2 separate regions of the Salvelinus alpinus genome follow, and region 2 is linked to region 1. Evidence: chromatin contacts called from public Hi-C data. All regions are on one chromosome and are shown on one strand. Each heading gives the region's core, a stretch centred on a gene start, on an enhancer-like site or on the middle of the called end of the contact. The rest is flanking DNA. Distances are from core to core; before and after follow the strand shown.

What was found. A called contact is a pair of places that touch in the nucleus more often than the background predicts.
Region 2: a Hi-C map of red muscle shows a contact between it and region 1, with 11 times the contacts expected there. The contact joins the promoter of LOC139571599 here to the promoter of usp36 in region 1. A contact is called at or near these places in 2 of 3 Hi-C or Micro-C datasets (muscle and red muscle).

What each region holds. Positions count from the first base shown.
Region 1 is chr1:22,357,751-22,365,269 of SLU_Salpinus.1, forward strand. usp36 (ubiquitin specific peptidase 36) reads right to left here and starts at 3,795. Exons shown (of 21, transcript XM_071394149.1): 1 at 3,664-3,795. LOC139571563 (metalloproteinase inhibitor 2-like) reads right to left here. Exons shown (of 5, transcript XM_071394553.1): 5 at 6,822-7,519.
Region 2 is chr1:22,515,673-22,523,191 of SLU_Salpinus.1, forward strand. It overlaps LOC139571599 (metalloproteinase inhibitor 2-like), which reads left to right and starts at 4,367. Exons shown (of 5, transcript XM_071394609.1): 1 at 4,367-4,709; 2 at 5,917-5,987; 3 at 6,564-6,666. The coding sequence starts at 4,433.

The DNA.
Region 1 (7,519 bases), core at 2,545-5,044:
GTCCAAGGTCATTGATGACCGACTTCAGCTCATCTGCAATGTAGAGACCGGTGTGTCTGTTGTCCCTTGTGTCTGTGCTCTTGTAGAATACTGGTTGAGGGGTAGAGATGATGTAGTTAATTATTCCTTGACCACGAACATTCGACCACCAACCAGAGATGATTGCAATACAGTCTGCTTTCTCTATGATTTGCTTGACCTTCACTTGAACTCTGTTGAACTCTGCATCCAGCAAATGAGTAGATAAGTAGTCTGGTTGGAGGGGTGTCTCCTGGGCGAAAAACATTCAGAAATCTCTTCCAATACACATTGCCTGTGAGCATCAGAGGTGAACCAGTTGCATACACAGCTCGAGCAAGACATTCAGCAGCATTTCTCTGACTACATTCGTCCATTGAGTCAAAAAAAATTCTGTTTCCAGGAGGACCATGAGCTATTGCTATCGATAAGGTGTCTGATTCATAATTTTCACCTCGAATAGAAGTAGAGGGACTTTTGTAAGAGGTTGCTTGTTGTGCGCGCCGAGGGAACTTAATGAACTTGGCCAGATGATTCTGCATCTTTGTTGCATTCTTCACATATGATTTGGCACAGTATTTGCAAATGTGCACAGCTTTTCCTTCTACATTAGCTGCAGTGAAATGTCTCCACACATCAGATAGGGCCCGTGGCATTTTCTTGTAAAGATTAGAAAAAGGAGTAAAAAAAAACCAAATACAATTCCATGTACAGATAACTATTTAAGCATTTAGATTAAACTCTTTTGTAAGATAAATGTTTTAAAATTAAACATGTATGGAAACGGGTGAATTAACACTCAGTTAGCAGACTCAAGCAAGCTAAAACTAACAAGCAGAAATTGTTCACAAGTTAGATATGATTTAAACACTTTGCTGTAGGCTACTATTTACAAGTTAACAAAAAATTATGTATGTCATAAAATATATTCACCCCACCCAGTATTGTAATCAAAACTTAACAGAAAGCATGTAGTCCTTGGCTCAGACAGTGTAGTAGTGTGGGCTCAATAGCATCTCATTAGTGTGCAAGATCTTGAGAATCAGCTGTACATGTGATGGAAGAACGCAATGCAGAGGGTTGCAATTCCATTGAATTGGGCATAGTTTAACCAAAATATATGTCACTAGACTAGAATTTCCTTACATGTATCCCACAAAAAATGGTTCGCTGTTATAAGCTAACTGTTTGATGAATTCCCCAAATTCACCAGAAAGTTTCCAACCCTTTGCAACCGTAGCAAAAAACACCAGAAAGAGAGACTGAGGGGCAAAATACAGACCCTCAAATGGTTGGGCAGACGTGGACAACATGGACTTACATTCTACAGAGGGATTTGGAGGTGAAAACGTAACATTTAAGCAGCTGCATTCTCTCCACAGCTCCACCAATCTGTCATAATTATGGGTAAATCCTGCCTATTTCTACAATTTCTCATCTTAAAATATGATAATAAACCCTAACACTACTAACCTTAAGACCAAAAAACACTTTTTGTATTCAGAAATTTTTACAATAGACAATTTTCAATTTGTGGCTGTGGTAGCTGTTGGTTTCATCTTTGCCGTCATTGTTTGGGTCTCACATGCTTTCCCAATCGCATCGTATCCCTCCTCATACTACAAGATACAACCAAAATGTGCCCGAATATAAAATCGGGACATCCCACCGGGGGTCTGGAGAACAGAACAGCCAGAATCAGTGTGTCCTTGACCCGCTCAAACTACACGAGTCCCAATGACCTGATCCTAGCCCAAGTTCATAGGATTTAATCTCGAACATGAAAATGTGTCTGGGACGGCAAAAACGTGTAGTGTATGCACGGCAATAACCCACAACAACGAGACTGGTTATGCCGAATATACACCACACGATTTTGCCATCTTGTAGTATGAGCAGTGCTACGATGCGATTGGCAGCAGTCCATGCCCAATGAGCACTCAGCATGTGAGACCAAAACAATGTCGGAGAAGAGGAACGCAACAACAACCCGCACCGTGTGGACCAAGGTGATGGAAAACTGATTGGTGGATGCCTTTTCAATGGACGGGTTTGTTTTACATGGTCAGGTGCCCCAGCTTAGCAAAGTTTGCCCATTTAAGAAGATTCCAAGGGTCTTTAAGTAAAATCTCCACTCACCCGGGGCATCGTGCCATGCAAAACGAACTCCACCAATATTACATTGCGTCCTACCATGACAGAAACAAAAAATCTAATTTATTATTATCCATATTCTGTGCACCCATCTCTTTTGGGATGTTTCTGCACATAATAATGTGCACATTATCTCAACACTAATAAAGCAGCTCAAAGTTTGCATGTGGGTATTTTTCCCTACGACAATAGAAACGCAGGGGGATCAACTAAGGAATCATCGTGTAATGTGAGCACCACAGTCCTGGGGTTGAAGATGGATGGAATTAAAGATTTGGGACAAGGAGATAGGTAAATGTGAGCACATCCAAGTTGTTACGATTGTATTAGTCGTGTGGTGTATGCCCAGCATTAGCTACTTGCCACAAATAGCTAGTATTACAAACCTGCTTCTTATAAGGCCAAATAGTCCATATGTTTCGACTTGGAGGTTCAGCATGGAAGATGCTGAATCTCAAGTCTTAACATCGGCTATAAACCCAGCGAGTCCCATTGCTGGACATTGATATTTTCAAACACTGAACTTCTGTCGGGAAACAAGCCAACTTCCCTGACTGAGACTTGACCAGTGTTTACAAAAAAGTATGCACAGGATTGTGAAGTGTAGCTAGCAAGTTAACCTAGCTATTCCAGTAATGTACTGTTTACTAGCTCGCGCTCTCCCCCTTAAGTACAACAATACCATAGTTCACTAGCTTACGGTTATATAGTGCAAAATTAACATGTGTTTGTAGATTGTTAGTTAGCTAAATAAGACACCGCGACTTAGTCGCTAGCAAATATTTTACAGACAGAGCAAGTTAGCTAGCCAGCCATGTTGGCTGCAGGAACTACTAACGTTACATAGTAAGTTAGTAGCTAGCAAGCCAGGTTAGATACTAGACATTCTAGCTAGCTTAGCCATCAAACGTTAACTAATCTGCAAAGCGAGACAAATACAATGCAATTTGTGACATTCTTTTTATTTCATTGTTATGGGGCCTCGTTCAATATGTACTTATCTGTGTATCTAACTTGATATTTAACTAGCCAACTTGACCAAGGCAGTGTAATTAGCTAGCTCGTCTATTGCCGCTAGCTAGTCGGACCTGGTTTGGTCAAAATGTCTCCACGCGGAGTACTGTGGGTCACGAGAGGAAAACGTTAGCTAACATCTGAGTTGGAAACACGTAACTTTAGTTACTACGCTAGCCGATAAACAAACATGCTTTAGATGAGGGATAACAGTTAGCGTTATTCGTTACATGTATCTATTTGTAACAACTGAAAACTGTCACTGAATGGATAGCTAGCTAACAAAAATAACCACGTAACATCAGTAAGCTAACTGTTTACTGCTAGCTTTCTGGTTAGCAACTTTGCTAACGACTAACGTGGCGTCTCGATGCTGCAATGTGGTTAGCTAGCTACCTCCCAACCTCCTCACAATATCCGTCAGATGTTTAGTCGTTATAAAAACAGATCGATAGACTGATCATTAGTAACACTCACCTTAAGTTCAATCATCCGAAAACGACGACTGTTTGGCGATAAAGACACTCTGCCTGGCTACAGTTCCTTAATTGTGTTACATTCTTTCCCCCATGCTGCATTCTGAGAGGGTGTGGGCAAGCATGACTGACAGATTTGTGAAGCCAATGAAAATGCAGGTTAGCAAATCAAATCAAATCAAATTGTATTTGTCACATGCGCCGAATACATCATGTGTAGTAGACCTTACCGTGAAATGCTTACTTACAAGCCCTTAACAATGCAGTTCAATAAATAAATGTAGGAAAATATTTACTAAAAAAACTAAAGTAAAACATTAAATAAAAAGTAACCCAATAAAATAACAATAACGAGGCTATATGCAGGGGGTTCCGGTACCGAAAGTTAATTTGTACATGTAGGTAGGGGTAGTGACAATGCATAGATAATAAACAGCAAGTAGCCACAGTGTAAAAACTATGTGTGTGTGTGTGTGTGTGTGTGTGTGTGTGTGTGTGTGTGTGTGTGTGTGTGTGGGGGGGGGGGGGGGGGGGGGGGGGTCAATGTTAATAGTCTGGGTGGCCATTTGGTTAATTGTTCAGCAGTCTTATGGCTTGGGGGTAGAAGCTGTTAAGGAGCCTTTTGGACCTAGACTTGGTGCTCCGGTACCGCTTGCCGTGCGGTAGTAGAGAGAACAGTCTATGACTTGGGTGAATTTGTTGGGCCTTCCTCTGACACCGCCTAGTATATACAGTACAGTCAAAAGTTTGGACACACCTACTCATTCAAGGGTTTTTCTTTATTTTTAATATTTTCTACATTGTAGAATAATAATGAAGACATCAAAACTATGAAATAACAGATATGGAATCATGTAGTAACCAAAAAAGTGTTAAACAAATCAAAATATATTTTATATTTGAGATTCTTCAAAGTAACAACCTTTTGCCTTGATGACAGCTTTGCACACTCTTTGCATTCTCTCAACCAGCTTCATGAGGTAGTCACCTGGAATGCATTTCAATTAACAGGTGTGTCTTCTTAAAAGTTCATTTGTGGAATTGATTTCCTTCTTAAGCCAATCAGTTGTGTTGTGACAAGATAGGGGTTGTATACAGAAGATAGACATATTTGGTAAGTCCATATTATGGCAAGAAACAGCTCAAATAAGCAAAGAGAAACAACAGACATGAAGATCAGTCAATCCGGAAAATTTCAACAACTTTGAAAGTTACTTCAAGTGCAGTCGCAAAAACCTTAAAGCGCTATGATGAAACTGAGGACCGCCACAGGAAAGGAAGACCCAGAGTTACCTCTGCTGCAGAGGATAAGTTCATTAGAGTTACCAGCCTCAGAAATTACAGCCCAAATAAATGCTTCTGTCACGTTCTGACCTTTATTTTCCTTTGTTTTGTCTTTAGTTAGTATGGTCAGGGCGTGAGTTGGGGTGGGCAGTCTATGTTATGTGTTTCTATGTTTAGGTTTGTCAATTGGCCTGATATGGTTCTCAATCAGAGACAGGTGTTTTGCATTGTCTCTGATTGGGAACCATATTTAGGTTGCCTGTTTTCATTGTTGGTTTGTGGGTGTTTGTTTCCTGTGTCTGTGTTCGTGTTCGTGCCACACGGGACTGTTTCGGTTAGGTTTCTTTGTTATTTTGTAATTTTTGTCATGTTCAGTTAATTATATTAAAACATGGACACTTACCACTCTGCGTCTTGGTCCGATCCCTGCTACACCTCCTCTTCAGACGAAGAGGAGGAAATCAGCCGTTACAGCTTCAGAGTACAAGTAACAGACACATCTCAACATCAACTGTTCAGAGGAGACTGCGTGAATCAGGCCTTCATGGTTGAATTGCTGCAAAGAAACCACTACTAAAGGACACCAATAATAAGAGACTTACTTGGGCCAAGAAACACAAGCAATGGACATTAGACTGGTGGAAATTTGTCCTTTGGTCTGATGAGTCCAAATTTGAGATTTTTGTTTCCAACCGCTGTGTATTTGTGAGATGCAGCGTAGGTGAAATGATGATCTCCGCATTTGTGGTTCCCACCGTGAAGCATGAAGGAGGAGGTGTGGTGGTGTGTGGGTGCTTTGCTGGTGACACCATCAGTGATTTATTTAGAATTCAAGGCACGCTTAATCAGCATGGCTACCACAGCATTCTGCAGCGATACGCCATCCCATCTGGTTTGCGCTTAGTGGGACTATCATTTCTTTTTCAACAGGACATTGACCCAACAAACCTCCAGGCTGTGTAAGTGCTATTTGACCAAGAAGGAGAGTGGAGTGCTGCATCAGATGACCTGGCCTCCACAATCACCTGACTTCATCCCAATTGAGATGGTTTGGGATGAGTTGGACTGCAAAGTGAAGGAAAAGCAGCCAACAAGTGCTCAGAGCCGGCCAAAATCCATCTCGCTCCGTCTTGTCCCACTGCCGGCCACTGGGCTTCCTCTCATCATCATATTTGGTGGTGAGTGGAAACGCCAAACGGATGCTTCAGATTCATACATCCGGTGAAACATATGACTCATTGTTCTATCTGTGGTAACATGCTGGAAATCCAGAGGATTTCATTGATTGATATAATTGAAAACACAGTGCTTGGCTGTTATGTAACATGAATTATGGCATATTATTATGGCATGTCTGGCACACCACAAGACATAAGCCTTCCTTGTTTTCTGTATTTCTTGTTTATAATTTCGCAATAAATGTATCATACCCCCCAATTTAAACAAAATGAATATAAGAATATGAATCACTTATTGTGCATGTCCAATCTCAAATATGAGATGTCCTCAATTAAGAATGTGCACTTTTGAATCTAACATAGCCTTGAACTGTCACAAACATTAATGGACCTCTACCATTTTCAATGACCCCTACACTAAAGTTTATTCCATCCCGTGATTTTGACTGCTTTTCTTCATGTGGAATGTAGTAATAATTGTACATTTCCAGTGTATTCCAGAGGGCACTCTGTAATCAAATAGTCAACACGGGCAGGCACATAGATCTGTCAGCAGGAGGAGCCATTGTACCACCATAAAAATTCAGCATGACTAACAACTCAAATATGGGCATAATAATAATTATAATAATGGGTGAAATATTGTGTCATATAAATTGTGCTGCACAATTGCTGAACAAGTAAATAAACACAGATGTATATCTAAACTTTTATTTGTATCATTTGTCCATTGTCTGAAGATACCATACAGTTCGAATGATACAAGGAGTCAAATGCATGCAAAAAATTGTGTTGCTTCTCTACACACCAGTCTCATGTGGATCTAGCACGAGTTGTCCATTTTCATTCTACTTTTCTGCTAGTATTACATAGAGACACTTACTAATACAGAATTGATACCATGTACATTACAGGAGAATTTAATATTTTTTACGTGGATATACAAGTTTTGAGTTATATGATACAGTATCCCTGTCCTGTAGGCAAATGATTGATCAGTTATTATAGCAGTACAACATTGTGTTCAGTTTTCACTGAAGTAATACAACAGTAATGGTAGATGAACCTCTTCTAGAGGACGGGTCATGATGAAGCAGAGAACAGGTAACCAACAAGCTACTCTGACAGGCTGGGTTCAAACCCAGGTGTCCAATGCACCCCAAGACTATGTTAGCCCGCTAAGCTAAAACCTTGGCAATAGCTTGGGGAGCTAATGCAAGTCTTCAGTGGAGATTATGGCATGCTACAATATGGATCTGTTTTGTGAAGTAACTACGTGTACTGTAAAGTGAACAGAAAACTGCACAAAACTGCTACAATATTCGAGAATATTCACACACAAAAAAAGTTTGTGTTTTCTACAAAGAACACATGTAATTTGCAGAAAGGCATAAC
Region 2 (7,519 bases), core at 3,117-5,616, 160 kb after region 1:
TTGATTGAGATTTTTGTATTATGCCAATTAGATTTCCGTGGGGCGTGGTCATTGATTCAAACGTTTTTAAGGTGTAGGCTGCTACAACACTTGTGCCACCCCCGACCCGCGTGACCTGTGATTTCTGTGAATCTGATTGGTCAAACAGGTGGCACCACTGGTCCCAGAGTGTTTTTTTTCTCCTGCTCTAAAGTTACCCCAAGTTATTTTTTTTTACTGAAAGCAACAAGAATTCCAGTAGGCGTAGTCTAAAACAGATATTTCTGGTATATCCCCATTATTTAAGTGAGACGGACAGTTTATGACATTTATGGCAGCCGGGCAAGTTGAACCTGCTCTGTGGTTGTCCCATTAGGCAGAGGATTTTCTAAACTAAATACAACCAAACTGTAAAATTCACAAAATACATATTTTTTACCTGCTACACTGGAAGTGTAACTTTTAGTCAGGGCGAGCAGAGCTGAGACACATTTATCCTGTTACTCCAGCTGAGTAATTTGCTTGATGATCAGCTTTGCCCAACTTTAGTCCCGCCCTGTTAAGCTCCCTCTCCCATGCTTGCATCTCCCAATGGCCCCTGGACACTGTGCTTCTCACCGCTTTACTTTAATTGAAAATGAATGGGAAGCTGTTGTTTCACCATGTGATGCTGTCTCTAGTGTATACGCCCTGTCAGACGTGAGGTGCACGTTGAAATCTTGAAATCACGCTCTGCAACAGTTTGGATTAATTGTCCGATGTAGCAGGCCAGAAAAACAGATTTTTCTGCTTCCTCCCTATTGTTTAATTTATTAAGGGAATGACAAAATCAAATCAAATCAAACTTTATTTGCCACATGTGCCGAATAAAACAAGTGTAGACTTTACCGTGAAATGCTTACTTACAAGCCATTAACCAACAGTGCAGTTAAAAAAAATGAAAATATTTACCAAGTAGACTAAAATAAAAAGTTATAATAAAAAGTAACACAATAAGAATAACGAGGCTATATACAGGGTGCACCGGTACCGAGTCCGTGGGCAGGGATACAGGCTAGTTGAGGTAATCTGTACATGTAAGTGGGGGCGAAGTGACAAGTTATGGCATTTTTGCGTGTAAACAACTATTGGGTAAGCAACCATAAAATACTGCTGATTTGGCCAATGGGAAAGTGCCTTTCAGACCTTAAAGTCAATCTCTCTGTGTAGGGTATGACATAGTGATGAATCAGTTGCAGAATGGTTTTATATGGGCTATGGGGAGTTTTTCTAATCAGGTCACGTAGATTTAAACTCCTGGAAAAACTCCTGGCCCTATAGGGAGGATGAAAACCCTGTCAAACTGCAGCAACCTTTCTCACATGAATTATATTTTAAAACTGGAATAACAGGGGAGTTTACCTTACACAGACACAGAGACAACTGTGATGAGACAATACAACTAACAGGACCAAGCTTGCTTTATGCAGTGTTGCATCATGTAGGCTCATGGAGAGAAATGGCCTGTGTCCAAAATCATTCAATTCCATCCCTGTGTATTCATACCACTTGATTTTTTCCCACATTTTGTTGTGTTACAGTCTTAATTCAAAATGTATTACATTTATGTGTTTTCTTCACCCATCTACACACAGTACCCCATAGTGAAAACACTTTTTTAGAAATAATTGAAAATGAATTGAAAATGAAATACAGAAATATCTCATTTACATAAGTATTCACACCCCTGAGTCAATACTTTGTAGAAGCAACTTTGGCAGCGATTACAGCTGTGAGTATCTCTGAGTAAGTCTCTAAGAGCTTTCCCCACCTGGATTGTACATCATTTACCTATTATTCTTTTCAAAACGCTTAAAGCTCTGTCAAATTTGTTGCTGATCATTGCTAGACCATTTTCAAGTTTTGTCAATGATTTTCTTGCAGATTTAAGTCAAAGCTGTAACTCGGAAAATCCAGTGTTGATTTGGCCTTGAATTTTAGGCTATTGTCCTGCTGAAAATAAAATGTATCTCCCTGTGTCTGGTGGAAAGCCTGTGTTTAGCTAAATTTGGTTAATTTTTTTAATCCCGAAAACTCCTCAGTCCTTAACGATGACAAGCATACCCATAACATGATGCAACCACCATTATGCTTGAAAATATGTAGAGTGGTACTCAGTAATGTGTTGTATTGGATTTGCCCCAAACATAACACTTTGTATTCAGAACAAAAAGTGAATTGCTTTGTCACATTTTTAGCAGAATTACTTTAGTTCTTTATTGCAAACAGCATGCATGTTTTGGAATATTTTAATTCTGTACAGGCTTCCTTCTTTTCACTCTGTCAATTAGGTTAGTATTGTGGCGTAACTACAATGTTGACCCATCGTCAGTTTTCTCTTATCACAGCCATTAAACTCTGTTGCTGTTTTAAAGTCACCACTGGCCTCATGGTGAAATCCCTGAGCGGTTTTCTTCCTCTCTGAGTTAGGAAAGACGCATGCATTTTTGTAGTGACTGGGTGTATTGATACACCACCCAAAGTGTATTTAATAACTTCACCATGCTAAAAGGGATATCTGTCTGCTTTTTCCCCCATCTACCAATAGGTGCCCTTCTTTGTAATGCATTGGAATACCTCACTGGTCTTTGTGGTTGAATCTGTCTTTGAAATTCACTGTTTGACTGTGGGACCTTACAGATTATTGCATGTGAGGGGTACAGCGATGAGGTAGTCATTCAACAATCATGTTAAACACTATTATTGCGCACAAAGTGAGTCCATGCAACTTATTATGTGACTTGTTAAGCACATTTTTACTACTGAACTCAGGTTTGTTGGCTGCACCCACTAATTGTCCACACCTGATCTTAATGAGTGCTTGTTTCCTTTGAAATGGGTGTGTTTGAATAGACTCATATTAACAGCTTTGTATGACTTAGCATGCTAGCTCCAACCCGGTGGCGCAGTGGACTAATTCTATGGATAGAGAACAGAAGATTCCACAACAAAAAATGAATGCCTAAGCAAATTAATTTCCATGTGTCCTATCTGTGCTTAGAGTTGAAAACAGTCAACCCAAACTAAGCTAGCAGTATTATTAAAAGTCTTATTTGAAACATGTTCTCAGAATGTTATTGAATTATCTTCAAATAACCTATCATTTCTGTTATCAGAACATTAATAAAACTTCCCAGGAAAACTTTCAGGGAACCATAGTAAAACGTTCTCAGAACCTCCCTGCAACCTAAAAATAAATGTTCCCGGAACAGGTGAAGTTCACATTTCAGCTCTCAGGATGTTTAAAAAACAATACGTTTTACCAGTCAGGAAGCTGATGGCTTTGTTCCCAGAACCAATGGGAAACCAAAAACCCATTCCCACATTCCAACAACCAAATGTGCTAGCTGGGAGGCTTTCAAAAGGCACTTCAGACAAACAGATTATAACTTTGGTGTGCAATAGAATTGTGTCTTTGGAGCATTCAAATGTATGTTCCGTGGCAATTTTTCTTCACAATATGATGCAGATAGGCTCATTCTGTTCAGGACAACCCAGGCTATAACGTATGTCATCCTTGTAACTGTGGATAAAAAATAGAGATCATAAACATTGATACTGTAAATTACATTAATTTTCAAATACAGAAATGTGAGTGGTTTGCTTGTATGACATCAAAATGGTATTTATTATAATCCTTAATATCACATATTTTATAACACATCGACTCCTCTCAATTTAACGCATTTCCCTCACTCAGACAACAACAAATGTGCAAAAGTATCCAAATTAGCGGGAGGGAAGGTGTTATCTTCTTGTCTCTTGTGGTGCTCAAGTTTATAACGGCTGTCAGTCAAAACCCCTACCAGTGCTGTGAAGCGGAGAACCTGAGCTCTTATGTCATGTATAGCGTGTTACTGTACAGCCAATTTAGGCGCTTATCAACAACAATCTGCCATTTTCATCTCATTTATGGGATGACAGGGGCAAGTGAACTGAGCAGTTGGGCAAGTTGAGCCTGCTATAAAATTCCACCAGGTGTTTTTATTTTTTTTACTGAAAGCAACAAAACTTGAAGGAATTCCAGTAGGCTTAGACCATGTTATTATTTACAATGACGGCATACCCTTCCAAACCCGGACGCTGGGCCAATTGTGCGCCGCCCTATGGTACTCCCAATCGCGGCCAGATTGTGATACAGCCTGGAATCAAACCAGGGTCTGTAGTGACGCCCCTAGCACTGAGATGCAGGGCCTTAGATCGCTGCACCACTCGGGAGCCCCCCAAAAACTAAAACTGATATTTCAGTTTCATCCCCAATTTATGGCAGCCGGGCATGTTGAGCCTGTGGTTGAGCCATTGGTTAGAGGATTTTTTTAATGAATGGTTGCTGTTCTGGAGTAATAGAATGCTCAGCCTACCATAGGCTGGGTTCTGACTGGGGGAGGAGCTCACAGCCTGCAATAAATAGCGGATGTCTACGTTGAGGGGAAAGTATTTCCGAGAGTTATACGTCGTCCTGGGAACAGTCTCGAAGGGAAATACGTTTTATTGTAATTTACGCCTCACACTTTCATTAGTCGGATCCTTTTGTGATATTTGGGTAACCATAATTCGTTTCCAAATGACGCGGTATGTAAGCAGTTTCATTACTCTGCTCGTTCTGTTCCTTTGGCGGGTCGAAGACATCGCAGAGGCTTGCAAATGCTCCCCTCCGCATCCCCAACAGGCTTTTTGCGATGCAGATATAGGTAAGGCGAATTTGGCAACATTTCACTTTTCAGCTTTTCTTCACATGTTGAAGCTATCAATACGCAGCATGGAAACATTTTATGTATTGTCTGTGGTCGTAGTATAAATAATTAGGACATGCTCATTAAGCCTGTTTACATATTCTCACACTTATTTACAGAATTAAGTAGGCGACAGTAAGATGGGCTCTCAACCCTGTTCCGGGAGAGCTATGCTCCTGTAAATGTTAAATCAAACCCGTTTGTAACGAACCTGAGTCAGTTTATCAAGCAGCTAATTATTAGAATCAGGTGCGCTAGATTAGGATTGGAGCGAAACCTATAGGACGGCAGCTCTCCAGGAACAGGGTTGAGAGCCCTGCTTTGCTTTAGGCATAGTGTGCCTACACATTGAGGTCTGTTTACAAAACATTAAGGACACCTGCTCTTTCCATGACATGGACTGGCTAGGAGTTAACTATGATCCCTTATTGATGTCACTTGTTCAATCCACTCCAATCAGAGTAGTTGAAGGGGAGTAGACAGGTTAAAGAAGGCTGTTTAAGCCCTGAGACATGGCTTGTGTATGTGTGCCATTCAGAGGGTGAATGGGTAAGACCAAAGATTGAAGTGCCGTTAAATGGGGCATGGTAGTAGGTGCCAGGCGCACAGGTTTGTGTGAAGAACTGCAACGCTGCTGGGTTTTTCACAACAGTTTCCTGTGTATCAAGAATGGCCCACCACCCAAAGGACATCCAGCCAACTTGACACAACTGTGGGAAGCATTGGAGTCAACATGGGCCGGCATAACTATGGAATGCTTTCGACGCCTTTTCGAGTCCATGTGCCAATGACTTGAGGTTCTGTTCTATGGCATAATCGTATAGCAGCAACTACTGTACCAGACACTCTGCTGCATCTTCCTACCTGAACCAATCATCTACAGAGGGCATGCTTAAACCAGGTGTGTCAAATTAAAAGCAGAAGACCAGCGCTAGGAATGTAGGACCAGGAGGGAAATGGACTAGACATCTGTTTTGGTGTAAACCTAGCCAGAATGTTACACTGAGTCTTAACTTATGCACAAACATTCTGAGAAGACTGTAAAATTTTGGGTCTGTAAAGCATTCTACACTGTTCTCTGATCCATATCACCCTTAAACCATCAGTGTGACAGACCTGTATACCGGAATAGATTTCAATGTTTAACCTTTTCTCCCTCTTCTAGTGATCAGGGCGAAGGTGGTTGGCAAGAAAGCTTTGTCTAACGAGATCAAGTATGACATCCAACAGATCAAGGTATGATCAGCATTTTTATTAAGTGGTTGTTCCTTCCTGCACTGAACATTGAAGCCCCTGAACCCCAGTCTGACAGATGGTCCCAATTGGCTCCAGATCTTAAGTATATGGATAGGTTTAAGCTGTGCAGTTGTGGAGCTTCCACCATATGAAAGAGTCTACTTCTATATAATGCTTCTCCCTAAAGTATTAATGTAGTTATCAGTTGACGTTCCTGTTGGTCCAAGTCTATGGTGACATACTCTATATGAACTCAGCTGCCACTTCATTAAAGCCATCACTACATTCTACCAGATAGTTGGCCCTCTGATGTCACAGGTTGCTACATTGCTGTGTTTAATTCATACAGCCCTTCTACTAAAACTCCCACTGTGCCTTACATGGTTACTAATCTTTAGACATGAGCTAGCCGTCCTTGAGGCTGGGTGTGGTAACTGGAATAAATGACTGCTTGCACCTTACAGATCTGTGAATATCAAAGGGTGTAGACTGACAGTGGCTGAGAGCTGTATTTGGTGAGGTTCTAAACTATGTGTAGATGTTTGACAGATCCTTTCTCTCCTTGTGATTGGCTAGATGTTCAAATGTCCTAACCAGGTTATCCACGCCATCTACACTGCATCCTCCCCAGCCGCATGCGGTGTGACTCTGGAAATCAACAAGGAGTATCTCTTCACAGGTGCTTTTCTCAATACGTCACCCACGTTCTATTGCCAGCACTGGTTAACCTAACCCCATCAGTCCTGAGACTCACCCACAAATCAGCTTTCCATTTATCTGCATGTCCAGCCCTTAGATTTAGCCTCAGTGTTTTACCACTTCTATTTTCAGGATAACCTGGGCTACAAGTAAACAATTTGGCGTAGACTTTGGCATTGAGTTTCATTGACAAATGTTAACATGAGGTCTGCTAAAGCAAATACTTGATAATACTTTACATTTTTTAAATTACCTTTATGTAACTGGGCAAGTCAGTTTAGAACAAATTCTTATTTTCAATGACGGTCTAGGAACAGTGGGTTAACTGCCTTGTTCAGGGGCAGAACGGCAGAATTTTACCTTGTCAGCTCGGGGATTCGATCTTGCAGCCTTTTGGTTACTAGTCCAACGCTCTAACCACTAGGCTAATTACAGCATTCATAAATAAAGTATTATCTTCTCTTTAGAAGAACCCCTTACCTTCTAATGACTCTTGATTAGCTTGTGAGCATCATATAGCACAACATGTTACATGTTTAGAGTCTCAGGTTTTTATTAATCTCCTGAACAAAAATATCAATGCCACAGCTTCTAAAATTTTTACATATAATATTCGTATAAGCATTTCAGTAAATTGAAATATATTCATTAGGCCCTAATCTATGGATTTCACATGACTGGGAATACAGATTTGAATCTGTTGGTCGGAGATACTGTACCTTAAAACAAATCTATGGCCGTGGATCAGAACAAGTTTCTGGTGTAACCAACATTTGCCTCATGCAGCGCAACACATCACCTACGCATAGTTTAGGCTGTAGCTTGTGGCATGT